Linked DNA regions of Mus musculus: all the other regions are linked to region 1. The links are chromatin contacts, called in public HiCAR-type and promoter capture Hi-C maps. All regions are on one chromosome and are shown on one strand. The core of a region is the stretch at or near the end of the contact, and the rest is flanking DNA. Distances in the headings are between cores, read along the strand shown. Region 1 holds the start of Spdya (speedy/RINGO cell cycle regulator family, member A). Region 2 holds the start of Slc30a6 (solute carrier family 30 (zinc transporter), member 6). Region 3 holds the start of Akain1 (A kinase (PRKA) anchor inhibitor 1).

The links. Promoter capture Hi-C pulls out the DNA fragments that hold promoters and counts their contacts. HiCAR-type assays count read pairs that join an accessible place to other places.
Region 2: a HiCAR-type map of astrocytes shows a contact between it and region 1, with 7 times the contacts expected there. The contact joins the promoter of Slc30a6 here to the promoter of Spdya in region 1. A contact is called at or near these places in 1 of 39 promoter capture datasets (embryonic stem cells) and 1 of 115 datasets of contacts at active chromatin or transcription factors (astrocytes).
Region 3: a promoter capture Hi-C map of frontonasal cranial neural crest shows a contact between it and region 1. The contact joins the promoter of Akain1 here to the promoter of Spdya in region 1. A contact is called at or near these places in 2 of 39 promoter capture datasets (cranial neural crest and frontonasal cranial neural crest).

What each region holds. Positions count from the first base shown.
Region 1 is chr17:71,550,231-71,554,032 of GRCm38.p6, forward strand. It overlaps Spdya (speedy/RINGO cell cycle regulator family, member A), which reads left to right and starts at 1,831. Exons shown (of 7, transcript NM_029254.1): 1 at 1,831-1,911.
Region 2 is chr17:74,393,956-74,397,757 of GRCm38.p6, forward strand. It overlaps Slc30a6 (solute carrier family 30 (zinc transporter), member 6), which reads left to right and starts at 1,653. Exons shown (of 14, transcript NM_144798.6): 1 at 1,653-1,713. The coding sequence starts at 1,711.
Region 3 is chr17:69,437,596-69,441,397 of GRCm38.p6, forward strand. Akain1 (A kinase (PRKA) anchor inhibitor 1) reads left to right here and starts at 1,731. Exons shown (of 2, transcript NM_001145192.1): 1 at 1,731-1,946. The coding sequence starts at 1,931. It overlaps A930029G22Rik (a long non-coding RNA gene), which reads right to left and starts at 2,645. Exons shown (of 2, transcript XR_003952217.1): 1 at 1,582-2,645.

The DNA of each region.
Region 1 (3,802 bases), core at 581-3,080:
TGTGTCTGCCACATGGTTGGTTACCTCTCCTCAGTTTCATATGTCCGTCTCCTCTTAGTCCAGGTGGCCGACCTTAACTGCTCTTGGATCTTTCCCAGAATCCTTTCTTTCTCTGCCAGATGTCCTACCTTCTATTTCCTGCCTCAGCTAACAGGTGATGCTTCCACACAGTACATAAGAGATTCTCTCTACAAGTTGTCACATCCTTGGAAGTGCTAAAGCACTGTGTGCACAGTTCCCAGTTTACCAATATCTTGCTTCATCCTCAATACATGCTTGTGAAGATACAGCTAAGATGAGGGAGCAGGTCCTCGGGATAACTGGGGTGGCTGGAGACTAAGAACTGAATTCTAGCCCAGCGTGGTGGCGTACACCTTTAATCCCAGCACTCGGGAGGCAGAGGCAGGCAGATTTCTGAGTTCGAGGCCAGCCTGGTCTACAAAGTGAGTTCCAGGACAGCCAGGGCTATTCAGAGTAACCCTGTCTCAAAAAACAAACAAACAAACAAACAAAGAACTGAATTCTATTTGGGTTCCTTACTTAAGGTACTTTCTGTTGTGCCATTTGCTAATGGACCTGAGATGTTTACTCATTTTCATTTTTAAAAATTGAATGCTTATGAGTGTCTTGTTTGCATGTATGCATGTGTGCTACATGTGTGCCTTATGTCAGCAAAGGCCAGAAGATGATGTTGGATACCCTAGAACTGTAGTTACAGGTGGTTGTGAGCTGCCACATGTGTGCTAGGAATTTGAGCAGCAAGTACTTTTAACCATAGAGCTGTCTCTCTATCCCTGAACCTGAGATCTTAACAACAGTCGAATTAGCTCCTACTCAAAGGGCTCATTGTATGTATGTTTAGAATATTTTTTACATTATTATGGAAACATACCTTTTCAGTGTACTTCAGCATCACGTAGCATCAGTTTCCTTAAGTTCCTGACTCAGTGTTTCTTGTTAGAGATTTTATAGGTGAATTGATAGCCTGAGAGAGGTTGAAGATCTAATGGGCTGGTAACACTTTTGTCTAAGCCATTAACATTACCATGACCTTGGTTTTATCTACTCAGTCACATTTTAAGGAAGTTCTACAAAACACTGAGTACAGGTAGCTAAAAGGGGGAAGATTCCACAACCCAACTCATGTTGTCTGTTAATCTCTGGATGTATGGACCAACCCAAAATTCCACAGAGAGTCTTAATTACCAGTTCAGTTACTAGTCTACTTGAGTTTGATAACAAGTCAGAACTGTATGGTGCTCTCATACTATATATATAAAGCAGATTCTGAATTGGAGGGGTGGGACTGGCAAGCGTTGATTATGCACCAGCTATATCCCAGGAGTCTCAGGAAGGCACGGGCATGACAAAAGGAGCATTTAGGGCTGTGAATGGAAGAACGTTGCCCTTTGCTCACTAAAGGCCACTTTATTTCACACCTTTTGAGCTAGCATGCGTGGGCTCTTTCTCCTCTTACACACTTGTGCACAAGGGAAGAAGCACCCAGGTCCAAGGCGCGAGCAGAGAGGCAGGGAGGGGGAACGGCAAGCAGCCCTGGTCCTTCAGGGCAGCCCAGTCCCCTCGTCCTGTCCGGGGCTCCTCAACCGCTCCGCACAGCCAGCGTTCGAGGGAAAGCGCGACCGCATCAAGATACAGAGAGCTGGAGCGGAATAACGGCAGAAGGCGGAGGCGACCCGGTCAGCGAGGGGCGGGGCGGGGCGATAGCGCAGGCCCCGCCCTCGGCGGTTCCCGTGCTCTGATTGGCTCCCGCGGCCGCGCGCTCCCGGCCCTCCGCTTGAGGTTCTTAGGCGGGTTTTGCGGCCTGCGGCTAGCGACCCAGCACGCAACCGCCTGAGGTAGATCGCTGAGGCGGAGGCTGTGGGGCCGCTCGCTCTTCGCCGGCCTGCGCAGGTACCTTCACCTGCCCGCCCGCCCGCCGGGGCCTGATGGCGGGGTTCTGGGTGTCGCCTGTGCCCTCCCTCTCGCTCCCACAGTCCTGCGTGAGGAGGCGGGGACGCCTCAGCCCCACATCCCCGCGGCCTCGAGCAGCCCCGCCGGCCCCAAGGGCCGGGCATCCCGGAGGCGGGGACGGGAACTGGCGGTGCGGGGCGAGAGGAGGGAGACCGGGCAGTGCGGCTCCGGCGGGTGGCGCGGGGTTGGTGCGCGGTGGGGAGCGAGGCTCGGCCTCTTCACGGGGCTGAGGGATGAGTCCTGCCGCTGTGTCCCGTGTCCCACGCCCCCGGCCCGAGTCCTCCCGGGCTGGAGTTCTGAGCTGTCGCGTCTCATCGCGACACCTTTAGCCACTTTCTCCAAAAGTACGAAAGTTTTCCTGCCTACCTGCCCCCTGTCGTCAGCGATTGACTGTCAGATGCTCACACGGAGAAACTATTTCTAATATATATATATGTGTGTGTGTGTGTGTGTGTGTGTGTGTGTATGTATACGTGTGTATACACACACACACATATGTAATATATATAGTAACCACTAGCCATACACATACATATGATCCTGTCGCCAGAGTTTCTTCAGATGCTTACAGAATTCAGCTGTATGTACCAGACAAACAGAACCCCAGACCTCACACACCCGGACATCGTCTTTATGAATTTTGCTGTGATTTTTTTTTTCCCAATGTTGGGTCGAATGCATGCCACTGAGTTGAAGGATCTTTAACTTTTATGTTGTGAGACTTTTCCTTCAGAGGTCCAAATCGATCAATATCTGCTCACCCTAGACAGGGCATTCGTGACAGAGCAAAGTAGGGATTCCACCCAAGTCCGCTTTGGTGAAGCCCGGGTTTACAAGGGTATCTGTGGGAGAGGGCTTACTGACAGATAGAGCCTGTGTGGCTCAAGCTGCGTCCCTGAAAAGTCCACCCAGCTCAGGGGAAGCCCTGGGAAAGCTGCCGTCCTTACTGCTTTAGAACCTTGGACAGGGGCCTGTCGACTCTTGGGAGTTGTTTATTTTTCTGAGTCTTGTTTCGTTACTTCGTCTTAAGCAGCTTCCCTTTAGGACAGAATGTGTCTTGTTTGGAGACAATCAGCGAGCTTCTCTTATTTCCCCGTTCACTCTTTCTCTTGAGAAATGCCTCATCGTTTTTTCACTTGTTCTTTATTTCTTCCCTCTTGCATTAGAACTCTTACTCATTGATGCATCTAAACAAAGAGCTAAATTTAAAAAAAATACAGCAAAGTAGAATTTGACACAGGCTGCAGTTTTTCTTCGTAAGCTCTTAACTGCACAAACTTTGATTCAGTCTTTATGAACTTTAGTGAATCTCTATTTGGGAATTTCAGCCATTTCCTTTCCCTGTTTTCTCAAGTCTTAGATGAAATAATCTGATACATGAAGTTTGCATTTTCTTATTTTGTTTCAATATAAAAACATTGTTTAAAAGTCACTTACCATTGAGTAAAACTTAGCTCCTGGACAATGTAGCACAGTGTTCTGCATTCTGATATATCTGTCTTACCTCTGAATCTAGCCCTGCCCTGGTCCTTTTTGAGAAACTTAATGACTGTTTGGTTTTTTGTTGTTGGGTCGTCCCCCCCCCCCCAGAAGAAAGGCAGATGAAGGAATCAAAAGACAAATAATTGTAGAACTAATTATAATTTCCATCTATTTTGGTTGTTGGTTAGTTCTGTTTGTTTCGCTTTGAGTTGTCCATGCTGGTCTTTGAGATATATGTTGTCCACGCTGGTTTCAGACTGAAGATACAGCTGTGGCTACAGATGCTGTGACTAGCCTGGTCTCAGACTAAAGATACTTTCCTCCCTCTCCCTCTCCCTCTCCTCTCCCC
Region 2 (3,802 bases), core at 403-2,902, 2.8 Mb after region 1:
CCACTTCTTTTTAAAAAACAGGGTATCACTGTGAAGTTCTGGCTGGCCTGGACCTCACAGAATTCTGCTTGCCTCTGCCTCTAGCTACTAGGACTAAAGGCATGATCCACCATACCTAGCACATTACCTTAGTTTTGACATTCTACTTACAAATAACTGAATTTTTTTTCTTCTTGCATGTGTCTCTTACTAGGATACAATTTCACTAAGATCAGTGCCTAGAAGATAAGATCTGCAAATACAATCTTTATAGGCTACAATGACTGTGCAAGAAAGAAACTGTAGAGATTTAAAACTCTGTTATGGGATAAAGCCAAGTATTTTCAGTTCAAAGTCAGCTATTCTGAGTTCCACACTAGCTTATGAAACATATAAGACTTAAGGCATGCTTCAGATTTTTAAAAATATTTTATTCTTGGACAGTTTCCTGGTATATAATAAATTTTAGTCCTTGTCTCACCCTTCCTTCTCCCCCACCCCCCACCCCCGAAAGTATTCTCCCTAAGAAATCCCTCTCTTATTGTTCTGTCTTTTTGGTACTTTACGTAGTGAAGTGTGACTTGAATTCAGTGTCCTGCCACAGCTTCCCAAGACAGGCACCATATACAAAACAGTGGACTCCAGCTACAAGTGCTTATTTTTTCCTTAAATTTGAGATGCTCTCACTAACTGGGGAGGCTGACAGTGACCTACTCTAAACCCCAAGTATGCTTGAACTGAATATTTCTACCTCAGCTACCAAATCTATAGGGTTACAGGTTTGCACCCAGTTTAGGCAATTGAACCCTTGTGTGTCATGCCTAAGGGCTCTACCACCTGGTGGTGGTGTCAGATCCTCTTAAACTGCAGTAGCCACTTGGATGACTGGAGTCAGGAAAAGCCATCACCTCTTTTCATTCATTCATTCATTCATTCATTCACTCACTCACTCACTCACTCACTCACTCACTCACTCGTTCGTTTTGGTTTTGAGACAGTTTTGCTGTGTAGTGTAGTCTTCCTGCCTCAGCCTCCAGCGTTAGAATAGTACGCAGGCGATGCTGCACCCTGACCGGTGACGTGCACCAGTAAAGTGCTCGTGGAGGCCAGAGAACAACCTTATACTTAAGGTTGACGTTCACCTGGGTTTTTGAAATCGAGTCACTAAGGATATGCCTGCCTCTGCTTTCCTGAGTGCTGAGATCAAACAGGTGTGGCCATCGTGACGGCGTAGGTTCTTGTGATTTAACTCGAATCCTTGTGTTCTTAAGCCAAGCGTTTTCTGCGACATTATTTTTAATGAAACAGTTGGGAATTTGATAAATGTATTTTTAACATAGGCTGAGTCTACCTCGAGGAGCCTGACCTCGAAATCAGCGAGACTTGCCCGGCCTTACTGTGACATTTCTTAATGTTCCTGCTTCTTCATTTTTAAAACAGGAGTATAAACTGTAATAAACTCACACTCTGGTAGAAGACTTTGAACAGACCTCAAAGTTCCTCCCAAGGTGATAAATGCCCACCCTTTCCCTGGGCGAGCAGCCCCGCCCAGAGCAGCTCTAATCCGCCCACTTCCCAGGCGGCGGAGAACAAAAAGACGGCGACCTAGGGTACATGCGCAGTCCCGCCCCCTCGCCCTGCAACCAATCGGATTCTGAAGGCCCGCCCCTTCCGCTTGAGAAATGCGACTTCTCAGAGCGTCTTCCGGCGGGAGCTGTACGGCTCCTTACCATGGTGAGTTGGCCGTGGGGTGTGCGGGATTCTTGCGGGATGTTTCCCTCCTGCTTCCTCGCTCGAGCGCCCTGCTGTACCGCAGCTGCTCGGAACCGCGTGGTCGGGCCTGCGCTGGGGTTCCCAGCGCTCGGGTTCTTGAAGGGTTCCTGCTCTGTGCCTCTACAGCTGGGAAATGCCAGATTTGCCTAATGTTAAAATTAAAGCTTCCTCTGAGAACAAGTGAACGCCATCAGCGACTTGAGGCTTGCGTGGGGCTTTCTAGGGCGTGTTCACTCGTTTGCTTTTCAGTGTTTGAATAGCTCGGCACTGAGCAGCGGCTACAGAAAGGGTTAGTGGAGCAGCTCGGGAAAGGTTCTAGTATACGCTATGGTTGTTGGAATGTCAGGTTTTTCCTAAAAATTATTGAGTTAATTATTAAGCTGAGTGTTTTGGCACATGCCTTTGGCCTACAACTCAGGAAACTGAGGCAGGAGGATTGCACTTCGAAGTTCACCCTGAGTTAAATAGAGACTCTGACCCGAAAAAAAAAAACAAAAAAACCCCATAATCTAAAACCAAACAACAAAACGCGTAAGTCAAACATAATTATCTCAGTATTCTGTAAAGGTGAACGGGTGGTTGCGTTTTCAGATGTCAGAGTGCTGACCGCCCTTTGAAACGATCACAAAAACTCATTGAGCCCTTACTGGTAACTTACATACGACAATGACATATTTGTGTTCTTACTGTTGCCACCATAAAGTTTCCTTCTTTGGAGGCCAGCCTGGTCTACAAAGTGAGTTCCAGGACAGCCAGGGCTATACAGAGAAACCCTGTCTCGAAAAAAACGAAAAACCAAAACATTAAAATATTATATATTAAAATGTCTAATGAAGATCTGTAAAAGAATTCACCGTATTCTTTTAAATTGTGTGGTTATGTGCACGTGGGTGCAGCTGTGGGAGAAAGCCAGAGACATTAGATCCCTGGAGCTGGAGTTACAGGGAGCTGTGAGCAGATGTGGATGCTAGGAGTCAAGCTTAGGTCCTCTGGAAGAACAGCCTGTGTTCTCAAGTACTGAGCCATCTCTCTGGTTCCCAGATTTTTTTTTTTTTTTAAATTTTGTGTATGGATGTTTGTCTGCCTGTTTCTTGGTGCACAAAGTACGTGTCTGGTGCCCGGGGAAGTAAAATGAGGGTGTTGAATCTCCTGGGAGTGGAGTTACAGACAACTGTGAGTGCCGTGTGGGCACAGGGAACTGAACTTGTGTCCTTTGTAAGAGCAGTGAATACTCTTGATTTGTGAATCATAGTTCTAGCCCTTGATAGGGGGAAAATCACACACAGTATTTTCATAAAATTTCAGTAATCCTTTGGGTACAGAAAATGGATAGGATAAACCAGTTGTGGTGCACGTCTTTAACCCAGCATTCTGGAAGCAGAGGCAGGTGGATCCTGAGTTTGAGGCCAGCCTGGTCTGTAGAGTGAATTCCAGGGCAGCCAGAGCTATACAGAGAAACCCTGTCTCAAAAATAAAAGTGTGTGTGTGTGTGTGTGTGTGTGTGTGTAAAATGAACAGTGACCAGACAACCTTCAGTTATTCCAACTTTAAAGAAATAAACATATACAATATACACGTTGTAGCAACAGTGAACAGCTTGCAAACTGTGTTGTTTGAATTGGACCTTTGTATCTAATTTGCATATGCTATTCCATCTGCCAGTATTATTGGTGGAGGCCAGATGTGGGTGTCAGGATGCCTCCTTAGCTGTGTTCCCTTTTTTTGTTTCCCCCAGTTATTTTGAGACATGGTCTTTGAGACATGATCTTGGCGCTTGTCTATTCTAGACTGGCTGGCCAGTAAGTTCTAGGAATCTTTAATTTTTGCCTTTCTGAGACTTGAACCTACAGCCAAATCCTCCCCCCCACAGTGGAATGTGGGGGAGGGGGAAAAACAATTTTATACTTATAAATATCTGTTTTATAAAACAGTCAACACATATATACTAACATATCATCTGCAAAAAGTGATATTTTGACTTCATCTTTTCCAATTGGAAGGAGGTTACAGAGACAAAGTTTGGAGCTGTGTCAAAAGGATGGACCATCTA
Region 3 (3,802 bases), core at 481-2,980, 2.1 Mb before region 1:
AGCACCACACCAGGACCCCTTGCTCTTTCTTAATTCACTGAGATCCATATTTCAGAGGGTCCTCACAGCAAACCCTGCAGATGCCTCAGTTCTTGTAGTATAGACGAGATGGGCCAAATAGGGTGACATATCCAAGGTTAAACAGTGAGTTAATGGGGAAGGTGCTGGACCTGCGTTTGCATCTGGTTGATCCTTAAGAATGTTTTCAGATGTTCTTAACACGATATTTTCCTGTGGATATTTGTTTATGCATTCGGTGAGTAAAGGCCATGAACACACAAAGTTGTAAAAAATTAAGGGTGGTGGAGGGGTGTTTATTTAAAGCAGTCGGCAGTCATTCAAGCAAATCTCAAATAGTGCTTCATGTGTCCCACGGTGCTGAAACTAGAGGGGCAGATAGTTTTTGTTCCCAAGGGTTTGGGTGTATCTTGGGCATATGAGAGGACTCCACCCCTTTGTGCATGGGTATTTTTCCTACCCATTGGCTGATTTGCATCGTGCTGAGGCAGGCCCCATCTGTTTCATCTCCTATGACACCAGGTGCTAAGAGCATTTGTGACTGTGTTGTGTTGAAGCTGCCCAGATGCCTCCATGATAACCGTAGTTCAAGATTTGTGAAACTATTTACATTTTCAACCTATTATGGCTTTGAACAAACTCGGTGCCAGCCTGGCTATTTAAATGCCTATGTTTGCCAAAACAGGGTAGAGCTTAAGGCTTTTAATCAAATTGTTAGTACTGTGCTTTTAGAACAGCGCTATTATTTCCAGGAAAAGGTGAAGAATGCCCAAAAACTCTGATTGCCTTTGGTTTTGGACAACCCCATTCAACTACAGAGATGGAGGATAAAAGCCAAGGCAAGGGGATCCTTATGTGGTTTTTGACTCTGTCACTGAAACCCACACGCGCGTGTTGCAAGCTGGTGGCATCTAATGAGCGTTGCCTACACCGCACCAACATTAATCAGGGAACAGATATCTTCAAGTGAACTACGGGTTAGGAGCCTGCAGTGAGCATCCAGCAAGTCCTTGTTCAGGGTGGAACCAACTGTAAAGGGCGCAGATACCAACTGAACCAGATCTGGGCAAGCTCTTAAGTATGTAATCAATGTCAGAGATGTTTTTCCTCATCCGTGCAGAAGTTGGAGTTTGTCCGAGACATGTCTCATCTGTACTTTTTTTTGCAGTGACTAACACCGTTTCCTCTCAGGCTATGACCTTGAGAACCTGCAAATGTGGGAGTTGACCCAGTGGTCACGGGGAACAGGACCCGCGAGCAGCGCCCTTGTCATGCATGCATTGCAAGGTCATCCTGTTTTTCTCTTTTAGCTCTCTTGCTGACATTGAGAGGCCTGGGGCAGCCAGAGAAGTCGTGAACAGCAAAGACGGGTTAACTTGGTGGTTCCTCCCTCTGTTCAGAGACAGCCACACTCCAAGAACTCAGCCTCTGGAGTAAAGTCTAGTGCGATGTGGGGAAAGGGACAAACTCATCTTAAATGTCAGCCCGGCATCCCTGGGGGTGAGTGACAGCAGGTAGTTAGAAGCAATTAGTTGTGCGCCTGCCGGGAAACCGGGCAATTACCTTTCTGTCTGGCTTCCCCTTCCGTCCTTCCTGCTTCGGTGGAAGCGGTAGAAGCGCCCTGCTCCTTCGGCGGTGAATCGCCAAGCTGGCGCGGGGACCGAGGAGGAGCTGAGCCGGGTTGCCTCTCCTCCTCCCGCCGGCGGAGCGGTGCATTGTGGAGGCAGCGCGCGCCCAGCGCTGAGCCGCGGCCCGGGACCGCGCGCAGGGAGCTGTCCGAGGTGCTGACCGTCCCGCCCGCACCCTGCGCGCCCGTCTGCTCCCGGCCCCGCGGTTCCCCGGTCCCCCGTCGGCTCCCGCCCTCTGTCTGTCCACCTCTAGAAACCCAAGGGTGTAGCGGCTGAAGGAAGTCATGGTGTTCGCTCCAGGTACTCTTTTATCTTCTTTTTCCGCAGACGTCCAGGCGGGGAGCGGGGCGGGAGGCGAACGCACCCGGAGGGAAGGCCTTTAAGACGACGGGGGTCCCTATGCGTGCTTTGGAGTTGCAGTGGCCCGGGGGGTGGAGACCGCCGGGTCGCCCCTCTCCCACACCCGCCTCATCTGCAACCCCAACCTTTCCGTCTCACAGTCCCGCCTGAATCCCGGCACCCGGAGTGAGCACCGACACCTTGGCAAGTGGCCCACTCGCCAGCATCGGACCTGCGCGGGTGTGCGGGCGGGGAGTGGGGAGAAGGATACAGGGCTTGGGGCTCCTTCTGTGGGAGTCTCTGTCGCCGCCTCTCCTCCCCTTCCTTAGAAGTGGCAAAGTGCCCTGCTTCCTTCCTCCGGGCCTCCAGAGGAGGTCGAAGGCAGGGGAGCGGGGCGAGGGGAAGAGGAGCGCTAGCCCTATGGATTTGGATCTGAAACTCTGTCGGGACTGCAGCAGGAGAGAGGCTACTGCGGCGCCGCGGGCGCTTGCAGCGTCTTCTGCTGGCAGGTGGCGAAGGACCTTCGTCCTTTTGCTGCGATTGGAGGCTACAAGTTGAAGAGTCAAATTTATCTGAGGTTGGCGGGTTTATCAGTCTCTCTCCTCTCTCTCTCTCTCTCTCCCTCTCCCCCCCCTCTCTCTCTCTCTTTCTCTCTCTCTCTCTCTCTCTCTCTCTCTGTGCACGCGCACGCGCGTTCAGGTGCTTCTGCTAGGGCCTCGACCTAGGTGTGTGTGTGTGTGTGTGTGTGTGTGTGTGTGTGTGTGTGGTGGGCTGAATGAAGCGTGGACCCGTTTATAGTTAACATTTCTACGTCCAAAGTTTCTCTCTCTCTCTCTCTCTCTCTGGTTTTTCTCTTTCATCTTTCTAACCTTCTTTTTCAGTTTGCCTGCCCTGACTCCCTCTCGCAGTTCCCCTTCTTGTTTTTGTTTGTTTTGGCTGTACTTCTTTTTAGGGGCAGTGTACAGCAGGTAGTAGGAAACACATAGCATCACTCTGTCAGCTTTGGGGGTCTTTAATTTGAGAAACAGGTTTGAAAATGTCCTGGGCAGGGGAACAGACATTGGAGAAGAAAAAGAAAGCATTTCTAAAAGGAAAGAATTGGGTCTGGTTTTTACATTTTTTCACTGAAAGAAGAGGAAGCTCTCCACCTGTCAATGACCAGTGACAGTCCCTGAGTCCCCGAGAGGTTAGCTAAGGAGACAGGATCCACAAGTGCACATGTGCCTTAGAGCAGTGGTTCTCAACCTGTGGGTCTCGATCCCTTGGGTTGAACGACACTTTCACAGAGGTTGCATATCAGATGGTATTTACATTACTATTCACAACAGCAGTAAAAATAAAGTTATAAAGTAGCAACAAAAATAATTTTATGGTTGGGAGTCACCACATAAGGAACGGCAACAAAGGGTTACAGCATTAGGAAGGTTGGAAACCCTTGCCTTAGACTAGGAATGTCGCTCTCCTTCCAAAACAGATAACTTAAGGGAAATGAGGTGGAGGTCCAGTCTGTGTCGGTCAGTCAGCGCAAGGTCAGAGAGTCAGAAAGCAGCAGGTCTCAGTCAGAACAGCTCTTGTCTCCCTCTGACTCAGTCGCCCTGTGGTGTGAGCAATGTTACCGCTTCCTGGGGGGCGGAGCTGAGGTTCTTTGGAGTTAGACTCCGCCTCTTTAAGTCCTCAGAGCCATTCCTCTGAGGAGACACACCCCAGCTACAGAGGTGCGAGGTGGAGCAGTGTCTAGTGCTATGTTGTGGGATGTTGTTATCTATTCAATTTTCCTACGAATGAAGGGGTGGAGGCAGTGTAATGAACTTAGACTC